Regions from separate parts of the Rattus norvegicus genome. Here region 1 is linked to region 2. A link is a contact called in public Hi-C data. All regions are on one chromosome and are shown on one strand. Each heading gives the region's core, a stretch centred on a gene start, on an enhancer-like site or on the middle of the called end of the contact. The rest is flanking DNA. Distances are from core to core; before and after follow the strand shown.

What was found. Hi-C and Micro-C count contacts between places; a contact is called where the count stands out from the background.
Region 1: a contact with region 2 is called in a Hi-C map of kidney, with 2.7 times the contacts expected there. The contact joins two enhancer-like sites. A contact is called at or near these places in 4 of 12 Hi-C or Micro-C datasets (the A7r5 cell line, the Rat2 cell line, Schwann cells and 1 more).

Annotation. Positions count from the first base shown.
Region 1 is chr4:128,544,930-128,551,983 of GRCr8, forward strand. No RefSeq gene overlaps it. Among named protein-coding and RNA genes, the nearest start is that of Slc25a26, 45 kb to the right of the region's middle. Within about 2 kb of position 4,327, at least 1 of the 93 cell types and tissues checked has an H3K27ac peak or open chromatin away from gene starts, as enhancers often do.
Region 2 is chr4:128,495,978-128,502,579 of GRCr8, forward strand. No RefSeq gene overlaps it. Among named protein-coding and RNA genes, the nearest start is that of Slc25a26, 94 kb to the right of the region's middle. Within about 2 kb of position 4,799, at least 23 of the 93 cell types and tissues checked have an H3K27ac peak or open chromatin away from gene starts, as enhancers often do.

The DNA of each region.
Region 1 (7,054 bases), core at 3,077-5,576, 48 kb after region 2:
TAGTGGAGTGTATACTGGGTAATATTTTTGGGGTCTGCATCGAAGCCCTTCCTGATGACAGTGTAGACCCCTGAAAGTACAGACAAATGTACCCAAGTGACACAGCTAGTGTCTTGGCACCAGTCTCAACCTTCAGGGAGAAGGGGCTCACAGGTGGCTACTCCATCCTCACACTCTCCACACAAATGCTGGCCAGTTTACCTGTCTTCCTGTTAGACCCAACTCCTGCTGTATTCAAACGGGATGATTTCTATAATCTACAGGCTTTCTCACTTGCCTCCCTTTTGTCTTTTATGATGTCCTCTTAGACTAGTTACATGAAATCCTCGTCCTCAAGTTTAGAGGACCCTGACTGAGACATCAAATCAAGGGGGTGCAATTCTCTGAGAAAATGCCAGGAAGTGTTGGGACTCTACGGTTGATCTTACCCAGAAGCTACATCTTCCAGTTATTTTGACTTGTCAAACTAGTAACATGTCTTATCTTGCTAATTAGAGGAAATGTAGGTTGTTTTTAAAAAAATTAAATTTTGTAAAAAGATGTCAGCATGTGACATAGAAGGAAAGCTTTCTAAGAAGCTTACAGCAGAATGGGAAATGAAGTTGAAGGGTCATATTATAAGATACTTATGTAACTACTTGAAATCATATATTTGTGATTAAAAGATACATACCAAAGTTTTGGTGGTGGCCACTTTGGAGAGGCAGGCTAAATAATGGGGCTATCAAGAAGTCCAGCGAGAAGTTCAGTATTGTCTATGGTTTTTGCGATGTGTTTGAAATAGAGAGAAAAGTTGGCAAAATGCTAACACGGTTGTTTGTTGGAAGGTGCCATACAGGTTTGCCATATTTCTCTATTGTTTGTGCTTTAAAATGTCTCAAAATTAAATTAAAACAGTTTTCAGTGAAATCAAACAAATTCAAAACTTGGAAAAAATATTAGGCTGATCTACGAGCTCGCTAAGTAAAAATCCGTCTATTGACGAAGTGATAATATTCTTTCAAATAACCCCTCACCCTCAGAATCTGTTGATGTGCAATGCAGTCACTAGTTTTCCTGGGTCTTTAGAGGCTCACAATCTGGTTCCTGGTGGTAGGAACGAGGGAGAGAGTCTTGTAACAGTGACTAGTTATAAATATATTTGTTTTCTAGAAAATATGAGATTAGCACGATGAGAGTGAATATGGGGTCTGACGTAGTTCACGGACACAAAGACAAAGAATTTTCTCTCTCACAGGACTGAAACCAACCTACAGTTCTTACTGAGAATGAATCAACTTCAACTTTGTTTCTCTTTCTTCAACCGCCCATCGATAAAACAGTAACATACCAGCATCATTCCCTCTCTTCCATAAGAATTTCTAGCTACTGGGTTTTTCGCCCTTCTTTATATGATTACAAATAAACTTATTACATGTGCAAACTGAACCCACACTGTTTTTGTGCCTGGCTGCAACTTTGTAATACTCATTATTATTATTTATTATTTATTATTAATATTAATTATTTTTATTAACAATATGTGTTGGGAGACAAGAGAGTACTCTACTAGGTACTCGTGATACATGCCAGATCGATGCGTGCGTAGAGTATCTATTTGCACAAAGCAGTGCCGTGAGCATATGGCTCATAGGTTCTGAAGTCCATCACCGTTAGATGGGCCGATGCCCGTAATTTATCACGTGCGACTGGAGTAGAGAGATGAATGGTGAAGCCCTTTAATGGCCCCTGGCATCCAGGCAACAAACGCTTCTGGCCTTTTCCTCTTTGTCCTCAAACTAATCAGCATCTCTGTGGATGGGTCCAAGGAGAAAGTCAACATAAAACTCTTTCTTTGGGTTCCAGAACAGATGGAGAGGGAGGCTTACTAAGGGGCAGCCATGAACACAAAACAGTGTACAATTCGCCAGCCTCACAGCCTTCTCAAACAAGAGTTGAGGTTTTGCATGCTGTGAGTCATTTCCCCCTGTTTGTTGCCTCTAACACCCCACTCCACCCATGGGGAACCAGGAATAACAAATAGTTCTTAATGGTCCAGGTGAAGGGACGAAGAGCTGCAAAGGGCACGAGTGGTTTTCAAACTTTTGGTCTGCCAGCACCAAAAACTCTAAGTAGGAATGACTGCCTGGCAAGAAGGGAAGGGAGACGGCCCTCTTCACTTCTGAGTGCTCCTGAGCGGGAAGGAGGGAGAAGGAGCCTTGAAAGGCTTTGCACAAGCCTGGTGCCTTTCCATTATGTCAGTGGTCCCTGGCATCATGGGAAAGCCGTCATGTAGGGAGGACTCAAGAGTTGAATTTTTTTTTTCTGCTGCAGAAGCTATTACTAACCTGATAAGATTTTAGAAATGCCTTTCTGGGGAGAAAAAAGGGAACAAAGATTCTTAAAATAAATCTTTTTTGGACATTTGTCTATTACATGCCTGCTGTGGGCTGAACCCCTGTTCTCCTTCAGATTTGTGCAAAGAGCTAGGCCCTGTGTGGCCAGTTCTGGAGATGGGGACCTTAAGGAAAGCAATGACAATTAATGTGGCCATAATGGTGGAGCTGTAATCCAAGACTAATGCCGATAGTGGAAAAAAAGGCCCTAAGGCATGTGCTTGTACAGGGAGGGGGAAAGCATGTGAGACGCAAGGAGCCAGGAAGTGTGTGCTCCTCAGAAACCAACCCCGCTGCCACCTTCTTCTCAAATGTTCAGCCTCCGGTCTTTGGCATTGGTGTTGGCAGATCTGGCCCACCAACACAGTGCCGATTATCACTGGAAGGCAGATCTTACTACACAGAAATATTGGAACACCATTACGTATACATTAAGACTCAGGAAACGCTGGAAAGAATTGGCTGCTGGATTTAGGCAGGCCTGGTTCAAAGTCCACTAACTAGTTGAGTGACCTCCAGCAAATTATTACTCTATTTATGTCTCCTCTTCTGCAGAAGAGGAATGGCAGATTGCTAGCAGGTTTGCCATGAGGCAGACTGCTCCCTCTGTGTCGAGCATGTGTACAGACTCACAGATAGAACTCTAGATGGCTAGCTGTGACAGACACCCAGACACCGAGGGCCTTGTTTGTGTACAGTATTTTCAGCTTGGCAAGTGTTTCCATGGCCATTCTTAAATTGGATTTTTAGAGCAATCTGATGAAATTAGTGGAGAAGGATATATGATACCCACTCAAGGCGGGGGGGGGGGGGGGCGGGGATCAAAATTCTGAGATATCAAGCAGTTAGGCCAAGCTCAAATTTCTAATAAAGATGGGGCCAAGCTTCATGTAAACATCCCCTGGCTCCAAGTCTATGGTACATTGGTATTCTCTCTGGTTCCCCCTCCCCTCCTTTCTTTTTGTCATCTCCCTCCCCCAACACATACTGAGTTTCTGTCATGTTTTCACAAAAACTTCTCTTTCCTTCCCAGAACTCTGTTTCTTTTCCTTTGTTTTCTGCGGACTTCCATATTAGCCTGCCTAGGAAAGCAGCATCCCGTGCCTCTGTATCCAGCACTGACGTTCTCACTGGGGTGACCACTCTGTGTCTCATCTCCATACCTGACAGCCTTTTCTCTTAAGGAAGCCAGGCCTCAGCTTTCAAGGACATAGTATAAATAGATCCTTAACAGCACTCTGCCTTTCTTATCTGTGAACTGACACCAAGCACAGGCAGCCAGGACACAAAGAAAGAAGAGTCCGCGATGGTGCAGATAATCAATATCTTCAGATGATTTGAGAGCACGTTTTCCTAAGGGGAAGTGAGGAAGGCCTGAAAATGACAGCCTGAGAATGCTTTGTGGGGTCTTCTGTGGATGGGGAGGGTACTGCTTAAAGGAACAGATTTCAGATTGCCGTTTTTGATATTTGGCGAAATGTCAAAACCACTCTCTTAGGCTCTTCCTACAAACTGGGAAAAAGTAATGCAGTGCAGATGCTCTCTGATCTCTGATGCTATATGAGAGTTGCAGTGATTCCCAAAGGGACAGACAGGAAGGAGACTAAATTATTAGAGGTGAGGTGATTAGAGACATGGATTTTACATGTATTTGGGGGCCAGCAAAGGACAACCTTGAGTGTCTTTTCTTAGGCGGCTTTCCTTTTTTGTTTAAGACAAGGTCTCTCTGGCCTGGAAGTTGCTAAGTGGGCTAGGCTAGCTGGCCAACAAGCTCCAGGGATCCTGTTTCCACCTCCCCAGTGCTGGGATTGCAAAGATGCCTGTTTACACAATCCACTCACTCACTCACTCACTCACTCACTCACTCCTCACTCACTCCTCACTCACTCACTCGATCAATACCCCTTCCCCCTTTAAGTTGGGTTCTGTGGGAGGAACTTGGGTTCTCTGATCTATCTCAGGATCCCCAAGTGTGAAATTTTAATAACTGAGAAACACTGTCCTATGGATAATAGAAGCAAGGCCTAAAAGGTTTTAATACATCCCCATAGAGTGTGAGAAGCCTATCCAGTCCAGCTCTCCTGGTTTACTGATCACGCAACTGGAAGAGAGAGGAGTTTCAGATCTAATGTTGTAACCAGATGTGCCAGGCCCAGCTCTCCCTTCACCCTCAGTGAGATCATATCAAGGAGGGAACCCAGAGAATTGCCACGTCATTCTTTGTTCCAAAGATAGAAAATGAAATGTGTCCATGAAAGCTGCCACCCACCAATGGCATTGGCCTGAAGGATGTCCCTGGGGAGGCTGAAGGAATACAAACCCAGATCTCCCCTGCCCTCCTGACTTCATAACAGTCTGTGGTGCTTTGGTGATTATTTCAAGAGCTAAAGTAGTGGATTGGAGGAGTGATATGGAAGATTGTGCAGCAGCTGTTAGCTTCCTGTGAATGTAGATCATATTCCCATAAGACATAGCATCTGTAATTATTCCACATAACAGATTACCCCAAGATGCTGGCAAACCTCACTCTCACACTTACCCCTCACCCACGCTCTGACCACTCTTTCCTGGATCTTCTTCCTAAACGACTCTAGCCTGACATAAAGATGACCATCATGATGTCCCTGAACATGATCTTGACATCACTCTTATGTGGATCAAAACCCTAGATTTGATCATGAATTTTAACTTTTATTTTTACTCTTACCATATTCCCCAAACGGACAGTACTGATAATCAACAAACTGACCCTGTCTTGACCCACACACTCACTGTGACCCTTAGCAAGCTTCACCATTTCATTCCCCGTGTCTGTGACTCTGGCGCTCACTATTACCTGCATCTTGACCCTGACCCTGTGCTACCCATGTTATGCTTTCTCTGACCATCTCACACATCAATCGTCACTTCATCCTTGATAGTCACTCTGATCACGTGCAACATCATAGGCTAGTCTTGCCCTCCATTAGTTTGCATCTTACAAAGCCTTTGATCTCGGTTTGATTTCTTATTCTCACTCATATCTTCACCCTTTCCTTCTTCCTTAACATTTGCCATATCCGGGCTGTCACTGTCACCTTGACCCTGATCCTAAACTTAACTCTGGACATGAACTTCATCCATCCACTGACCCACGCATGACCTCTGCTTTTTTACTCCCACACACTGACTCTGAACCTGACCCTCAAATTAACTGTATTAACTACTTTTTTATTATTGTGTTGGGACACTATCACCAAGAGCATCTTGGGGAAGAAAGAGTATTTTGGTTTATAGATCCAGAGTTCACAGAGGTGGAGAAGGCATGTCAGAAGGAGCAGGCAACCATTCGAGTCATCAGGAAACAAGGATGCTAGTCTCCAGAACAATGAGTGACAAACGCCAGTTGTTGAAGCCAGTCAGTTGATGCTGTTCTCAAACAAGAACAAGGCTGAACTAATACAGCACAGATGAGTGGAGCTAGGAAACAGCAATGAGAAGAAACTGAGAGCATCACCGAGCTCAGGTCAGACCTGACTTTTAAAGTCTTGCTCAGAGACGAACAACGCACACCTAAACAAGGCACACATCAAAGGCACATTTCTCACAGGAAAGAAGCACCTGGACACAGTCTTAATCCACCCTTTATTCTTAAAATGCCAGCGAATTGACAAAATATGTAAATCTCTTTGGCTCGTAATGCATATGCATTTGGACTGACCTTTTTGGAGCTTTTAATTAATAAGATGAATTCTCATAGAAATATATCTGGGCAGTTTGAAACTTCCTGTCCTCTAGGAAAAGAATTACTTTAATTAAAGATAGTACTTGACATATTTTTTGTTCTCAGTCCAGGATTTCTGATACAATGTTTGACCTTCTCTTTAAGTATTTTTAAAGCCGTGTAGTTCATTAATACAACAAATGCAGCATGACATATAGTGTTTTATTAAATATACTAAGAACTATATGTTAACATTGTACTTTATATTATTACTTATGTTTGTATATTTCTATATGCCTTAATGCATGCAAAGAGAATATATCCTTTACTATATATATTTTTTTGTGTAAGTTCTGTGCCAAAAGTGTAAAATTAGAATAGGACTTTTCTTTTTCTTTTTTAAGATGGGACCTCACTAAGTGGCTGGCCTAGAACTTGCTGTGTAGATCTAGGTGGCCTCAAACTCACAGAGGTCCACCTGCTTCTGCCTCCCCAGGGCGAGGATTAAAGGTGTACACCGCCATCTTACCTGGCAGAATTGAGACCTTTTGTGTACAATGACTCATCATTTTGTCTGGTAGCCAAACCGTCACTGGGCATTCCCTTTTGTCACTGAATTATTCTGATGCTGATGCCTCCTGCATACTCTTCAGCCATCCCGTTAGAGAGTTCCATTGACATCCTTGACCTAAATGTTCTTGCTCAAAATTTAAAATCCCATCCCAGTTAACTCACCCTCGAAATTCAGACAACTTCCAAAAATTAAGTCAGTTGTGAAGACTAATGCCATCGTCTGCACGGGAATTGACAGCTCACAGGACACCATAGGAGAGGAATTGTGTGTGCGTGTGTGTGTGTATGTGTGTGTGTGTGTGTGTGTGTGTGTGTGTGTGTGTGTGTGGTGAATAGATGTCAGCTCTTTCATAACATTGCTCTGATAAAAGAAACTTAAGTGAGGGTTTATTTGGTATCCTGG
Region 2 (6,602 bases), core at 3,549-6,048:
TGGCTCAACACGTGGAGTAATACACTATGTAACATAAAGTGCATACAATGTATACATTCAAAGCATAATACACCATGAATTAAAGAAAAATAAACAGCTCGTTCATCCCCACACCCACAGTGCAGAGCAAACAAACATTCATTCTTTTTGGGAGAGAACAAGAAGGCTTAGAAGAGACTCCTAGGCACAAATGGATTGGGTGGTCCCGGGTCAGGAGCCTGTGACCTTGGCACAACTTGGAAGGCACCCACTAACCTCTTGCTCCCTCTGCTGGCCTTGACCAGCATGTGCACCGTGTTATGAACAGGAGCCCTGGCTACTATACCCGACTCCATGGACATTGCTGGTGATGGACAGCGGACCGGGCAGCTGCCTTTTCCGCAACAGTTGTATTATGAAAGCCTACAGCAACACAGACCGTTTGACTGACTGTGTTTATTCAGGTCAAAAGGAACTCTCAGCCCTGACCGCTCCCATCCTCCTGGCCCTGGGAAGGGAGCTGTGCTACGTCGCCCACGCCCCAATAGTCTTCTCTCCCTCGGGCTCCCTGCTAGCTCACTAGTTGCGCCTCTCGACTGTGTTTTGCTGCTTTTCTCTCCTCTCTCACCCTCTGCACAGCCCCGACCCCTAGCTGGTGCCATTTGTGAATCAGTCACCGTGCAACCCTGTCTTTAGTTGCAGAGCGGAGCTCTTGTTAGCCGCTCTAATTAGGCAGCCTCTTATGCCTCCATTGGTCCTTAATTCAAAGCTGTAAAAAGCTTTTCAAAATAGGTGTGTGCTCGAGTTGACAGTTGTAATAAAACAATGCCTCCAAAAGAGAGAGAGCATGGCACACTTGCCATTCTCCTTTTCATAATTTATAGTGATTTAGCGGCCCCTCCCCCACCGGGAGATAAGCGTCTCTTTGGGAACAATTCTCTTTTAATAGCGCCATCTGAGGCAGCAAACGTTTCTTTTGCAGTTATTCGAGCCTTCTAGCCTGCAAAACAGTGACTGGGGAGTGAGTTAGGACTGAACGAGGCTGTCTGCATCCCATAAATAAACAATGAGCGCCCGGCCATTTCATTACAGAGCTTAAATACACAGTACAGATGTTCCGCAGCAGTGCTACACGTGCATAACCCATTTAAGAGAGGACATTATGGGGTCAGAAGCGTTAATGTGCTCTCCGTGCCGTTCATCTACTCAAGTTACGAATTACGAGTTATACTTAACATAGCATCAAAGCTACAGGTCAGGCAAATTACTACAGTCAGTGACGCTGGGGAAGACAAGGGAATTGTTGAATGGCAAGAGGATAAATCCTAAATTGGCTTGGGGATTTATAGCCTGAGCTCAATCTAATAGATGCTATTAGCCATTGATCCTTCTCATGGAATTGTAATGATAAAAAAAAATCAATTCGAATTCACTTACATACACACATGCCAAGGTAATTAATCCGTTAGCCCATTGGCTCATCTGAGAAGTCCAGAACTTCAGATACAGATAGTTTTAGGTGCACGGGAGTTGTTCTGGTCAGAGCCCGGGTTCTGGCAAACCTCACGATCTAGGCTCAGCCACCTGTCCTCGAGTGCTAATTATGCTATTTGAAGAGACAAGTCGTGATCAAAAACTATGAAAGGAGATCTACTCAGTGTGGGTAAGGAGATGCTGTGGACCCATGTTCCCCAGACCAGCTTCATTCAGGCTTCTGACTTAAGGGTTAGATTTAAACGGAGGGCAAAAGGCCTGCATAATTAGGCAGTCCTGATCAAGGTGTGACCCCACCCATTATTGACCCACCATTACATCGGCTCTAATCCGTCTTGTGATGTGGTCTGACAAAGTTGTGAGAGCTGCATACAATTTCTTTTAGAGAAGCCCAGCCTCACACGCACCCTCCCTACCCCAGCATGAGACTCCAGGGAGAAGTCTAATTTCTTGGGGCTAGTTATCCGAAAAGGAACAGCATGAGTATTTCTCTTTAGAGCAGTGTTTTTCAACCTGTGAGTCTCCGCCCCTTTGGGAGTTTTAGTGACCCTTTCACAGGGGTCACCTAAGACCATCGGAAAACACAGGTATTTACATTACGATTCATGACAGGAGCAAAGTTATAGTTATGAAGTAGCAACAAGAATCATTTTAAGGTCGGGGGGTCACCACAGCATGAAGGACTGTATGGAAGGTTGCAGCATCACAGTAGATTTTTCCCGCCAGTATGGTGACTGTTAAGCCTGTTCTTATCGTGCCAGTGAAGACCCGTTAAGGAGAAATTCCTTCTGGTCAGCAGACTAGAATCTCTGGCCTGCATTGAGATTGATGTTCCAGGTGGGCGCATCAGCCATCTGACGTAGGCATTACTCCTCTGAAAACAGGGATTGCTCCTAGAAAAGAGGGTTTACCTTAAGCCATGCTAAAGAGACAGGCAGAATAATTGTCCCTTTAATGCAATGCCATACTTTTCTTTCCCAGAATTCCTGCCCTCGGCACAGTGTTTTACAGAGTGCAGCCATGCTGCTCTGTGAGTCTGCCCGCTGAGGTACTCAGATGAGGAGCAGTATTTCCGTCTCAGTTCTAAGCTGGCTTCCCTAACACTGTGTGTGGGGCTCCTGATGTTTTCTCTAATGCTTCCTTTCCCAGTATATGACTCCCGCAATTGTGTGTCTGATCTCCATCCCTGTCTCACAAAAATTGACATGATGATGAGGTGAATGGGCCATGGCATCTCGGTGGAGGAGATAACTGAATGGCTTTTGAAAGTGTGGTGTGAATGTGTTCTTTCAAGCCTTGTTTGCTAATTTGTCCTGGGTGGGTGCATGCCACGGTGCACATGTGGGAGTCAGAGGACATTTTGTAGGAGTTGATTCTCTTCTTCACCCATAACAGTCCTGGGAACTGAAGCATCTTGTTAGATCTAGTAAAAGCTTTGCCATGTTGGTGTAGAATGCCGAAGTCTGGACTTGAGTCACAGAGGCCTGGGGGTGAGCTAACAGCGTCTCGCCATCCTGGAAAGGAGCTCTGAGGCAACACACAGTTGTTCAAGTTCCAGTTTCTTTTTTTAAAGTTTAGATGCTTGCCACACAACCTAAACGTAACTCTTCTAAACCAAAAACTACGGCGTGATTAAAACCAACCATCTCAAAGCAGTGACTACTCAAAGTGAGTAATTCAGTGGCAGCTGGTTTATTTGACGTGCTGTAGTTACCATATCTACCAAGATGTTTTTACGCATAGATTTTGAACTCCATTATCATTAAACAATGCTGCTTCCCTCTCCCTCCCTCCCTGTCTGTATCTTTCTTTCTGAAAGGGTCTCACTACGGACTCAGCCTAGCCTTGAAGTCTCTGATTGTCCCGCCTTTGCCTCCCAGTGTTAAGATTAAAGCTTGCTCCACTTCCCACTCTTGGCACCCGGGAACTGGGAGTCTGCATTCCGTCTTTACAGATTTACCCATCATGGACAGTTTACGTGAATGGAAGCATCCAATGTATAAATTTTTATCTTAGGGTTTCATGGCTGTGAAGAGACCCCATGACCGAGGCAACTCTTATAAAGGACAACATTTACAGTTTCAGAAGTTTAGTCCTTTATTGTCATAGTGGGAAGCCTGGCTTCCAGACAGACGTGATGCTGGAGAAGGAGCCGAGGGTTAGATATCTTGATCAGGAGAAGACTGGAATTCCACACTGGATGGAGACCTCAAAGTCCATCCCCACAGTGACACACCCCCTCCAACAAGGCCACACCTCCTAATAGTGCTAATTCCCATGGGCCAAGCATATTGAAACCACCACACATGCTGTCCCAAAATGTAGTGCTTTACCATTTTAGAAAATTGCAAAGGCAGTGAAGGCGCCACCCCTGTTCTCTGTGGTAGGTCATAGGAGAGTTTTCTGATTGTCCTTTGGAGAAAGTAATAAAATCCACGCAATCAAGTGCCCATCCTGCATGCAGATGAATGTACAGCGAAAGCAGCTTAAGGGTCGAGGAGTTTATTTCCCTTGAATTTTGAGGGTACAGTTCATCTTGGAGGGGAGAGTGTGATGCAGGGGTGGTATGTTCACGCAGGACGAGAAGCTAAAGCAAAGTCCCTCTGGGTGTTCCTGATGGGGTCTAGTTCTCTGTGCTCTGTGTCTAGGTGTGATTTGTAACACCATGCTACTTGAAGAAGGGACCCAAAGTTTAACATGTCTAAGTGAAATTGGTGTCTGTTCTTTGGCATGAAACCAGTGAAAGTCCACCTTGGTAACATCAGAATGTAACTCACAGTTCTTAAGGAGGACGACACAGCACGTTGCTATTCCCCAAGTGCTTCCTAGATTTTTGCCTGGTTCATTCTGCTGCAACAGAGATCGCACACTATCTGTTGACATGGTGACTGGAAGGATGGGCGGATGTGGGGTGTAGGATGCAATCTGAGTTAGGAAGTATTAAGTTAGGAAGTGACACCCTCATCCCAGGCTTGCCAAGTTGCATCTGCAGAGGATGTGTGCTTCTGAGAGTACCAACCTTGGAATAGGGAGGTCTGAACAGAGGCTGAGTCAGAATGATTCATGTGTCGCTCAGATATCCCAGATGCCTCTGAGCTGGAATAGCCCTGCACTGTAATCACTGCTGGCTGCCTGGGTGTCTCTTAGGCCTTTTAAAATTCTAATAGTCATACGATTCTGGGAACTGGAAAAAGGCGAGACTATCTCTAGACAACATTTACAAGGACCATGTAGGTGAAAGAGTCAAGTGTCTGTCTGTGTTGACAGGTCCCTTTGCAACTGCAGAAACCCAGGCCAAAGAAGTAGGCTCAGTCCCAGCCAACACTTTCAGAGCTGTGCGAAGGTGGTGGCTGAGTCAGAGAGATGAGGCCTGCCAGAAGAAATCCCACAGGCGTTACTGTAAAATCAATGCCAGTGCTTGAGAAAATTGAATTCAGGAGACCAGAGACTATTAGCAAAAGGTGAAAAATCTATATTTCCCATCACTCCCCAAAGCAGAGTCACTAACAGTGCAAGAAGACTGGTGAGCACCGTTGACAGAGAAAGTGAAGACACCAGACTGCATGAATGCTGGGACTCTGGGTGCCTCCCAACGTTTCTGTGTTAGACTTTCCATTATTTTGAAGAAAGAAGAAGACCCAAGAAAATAAGCTTTCAAAAGAGAAAATGGATGTGGGCTCAAGAGAGCTCAGCCTAGAGTCACTGCTTTTAAGTCTAAGACAAGGCAGAGGCTGGCAAGGGCATAGTGGGACAGAGCTGCTCGCCGAGTAATGGCCAGGAAACGTTGCCTGGGTCCAATAATTTCACCTCTAGGGGTGCAGTGTGAATGTTCCCCAACATCCCTCTTAATTATGCCTTCGTTCTGAAAGCCAGCAAGATAATAGAAGTGCAGTGCTAGCCCAGGATTACTAGCTACAGTGCTAGCCCAGTATTACTAGCTACAGTGCTAGCCCAGTATTACTAGCTACAGTGTCCGGGTCATTTGAGTAAGTGCTTTGGGCCAGTTAAGAACATGGAGGGAGCCTAGAGGCAGGAGGCTGAGGAAGGCACCCACTGCCCCACAGTAGATTCCCAGCTCTCTCCAAAGATCCAACTATGACCTTTATAAACTGCAGCAACTTTTTTCTTTCTTTGAAAGGATTATTACTTGAAAATGTCATACGTAAATACAATGTATCTTGATCAAATTCGTCCCCACTCCCACTCCTGCAGCTCCTCTATACATGCCCTCTCCCGTGCTTCCCTCCCAACTGTAGTGACGGAAATGTACTCTGTCGAGCTAGAATTACTGAGGCTTCTGGCACCAGACTTGCCCTCCAGTGCGTTCTCATTAAATGTTTTAACTCCTTCCAACTACAGGGCCTCCACACACAGAGTCCCGTGTTACTAGTTTTTGTCACTACCCGCTGCCCCTGGTCAGGAGTAGATAAGAAGAAGAGTTGGGGACAAGACATTGATTGCTTCCAAAGGCATATCCCCCTGGTCCACTTCCTCCACTTATACCCCCTACCTATTCCAAATAATGCCAGAAAATTATAAATCCATAAATCCATTAATAGATGAATCTGTAGACACAGGCAGCGCCCTCATGACATTGTCTCTCCCCAGAAGTCTCATCTCTGAGGCTGGGGAGATGGCTCAGTACAGTACTTGCAATGCAAGCATAAGAACCTGAGTTCAAACTCCCTGGCACCCACATGGAAGGAGGAAGAAGAAGAGGAGGGGAAAGAGGAGAAGGAGGAGGGGAAGGAGGAGAAGGAGGGGAAGGAGAAGAGGAGGAAGAAAACGAAGGAAGAAGGAGCAGAAGGGAGGAGGAGAAGAAAGAAGAAGCAGAAGCAGCAGCAGCTGAGGCACAGCAGCCTTTACTTAAATCCCGGAAGTAGGAAGAAGCAAGAGGGTCCTTGGAACTTGGTGGCAGTTATTCCAGCTGAATAGGTGAGCTCCAGGTTCACTGAGAGACCCTGTCTCAAAAGATGGAGATCAATCAAGGAGGACAGCCAACATTAACGCCAGGCCTTCACACTCTTGTGTACCCACACACAGCCTGTGAGTGCATACCACACGTGCCCTAGCTCTCAACACTGCCTCCTGAGGAGTCAAGCCTTCAACATGGAAGTCTTGTTGTGGTT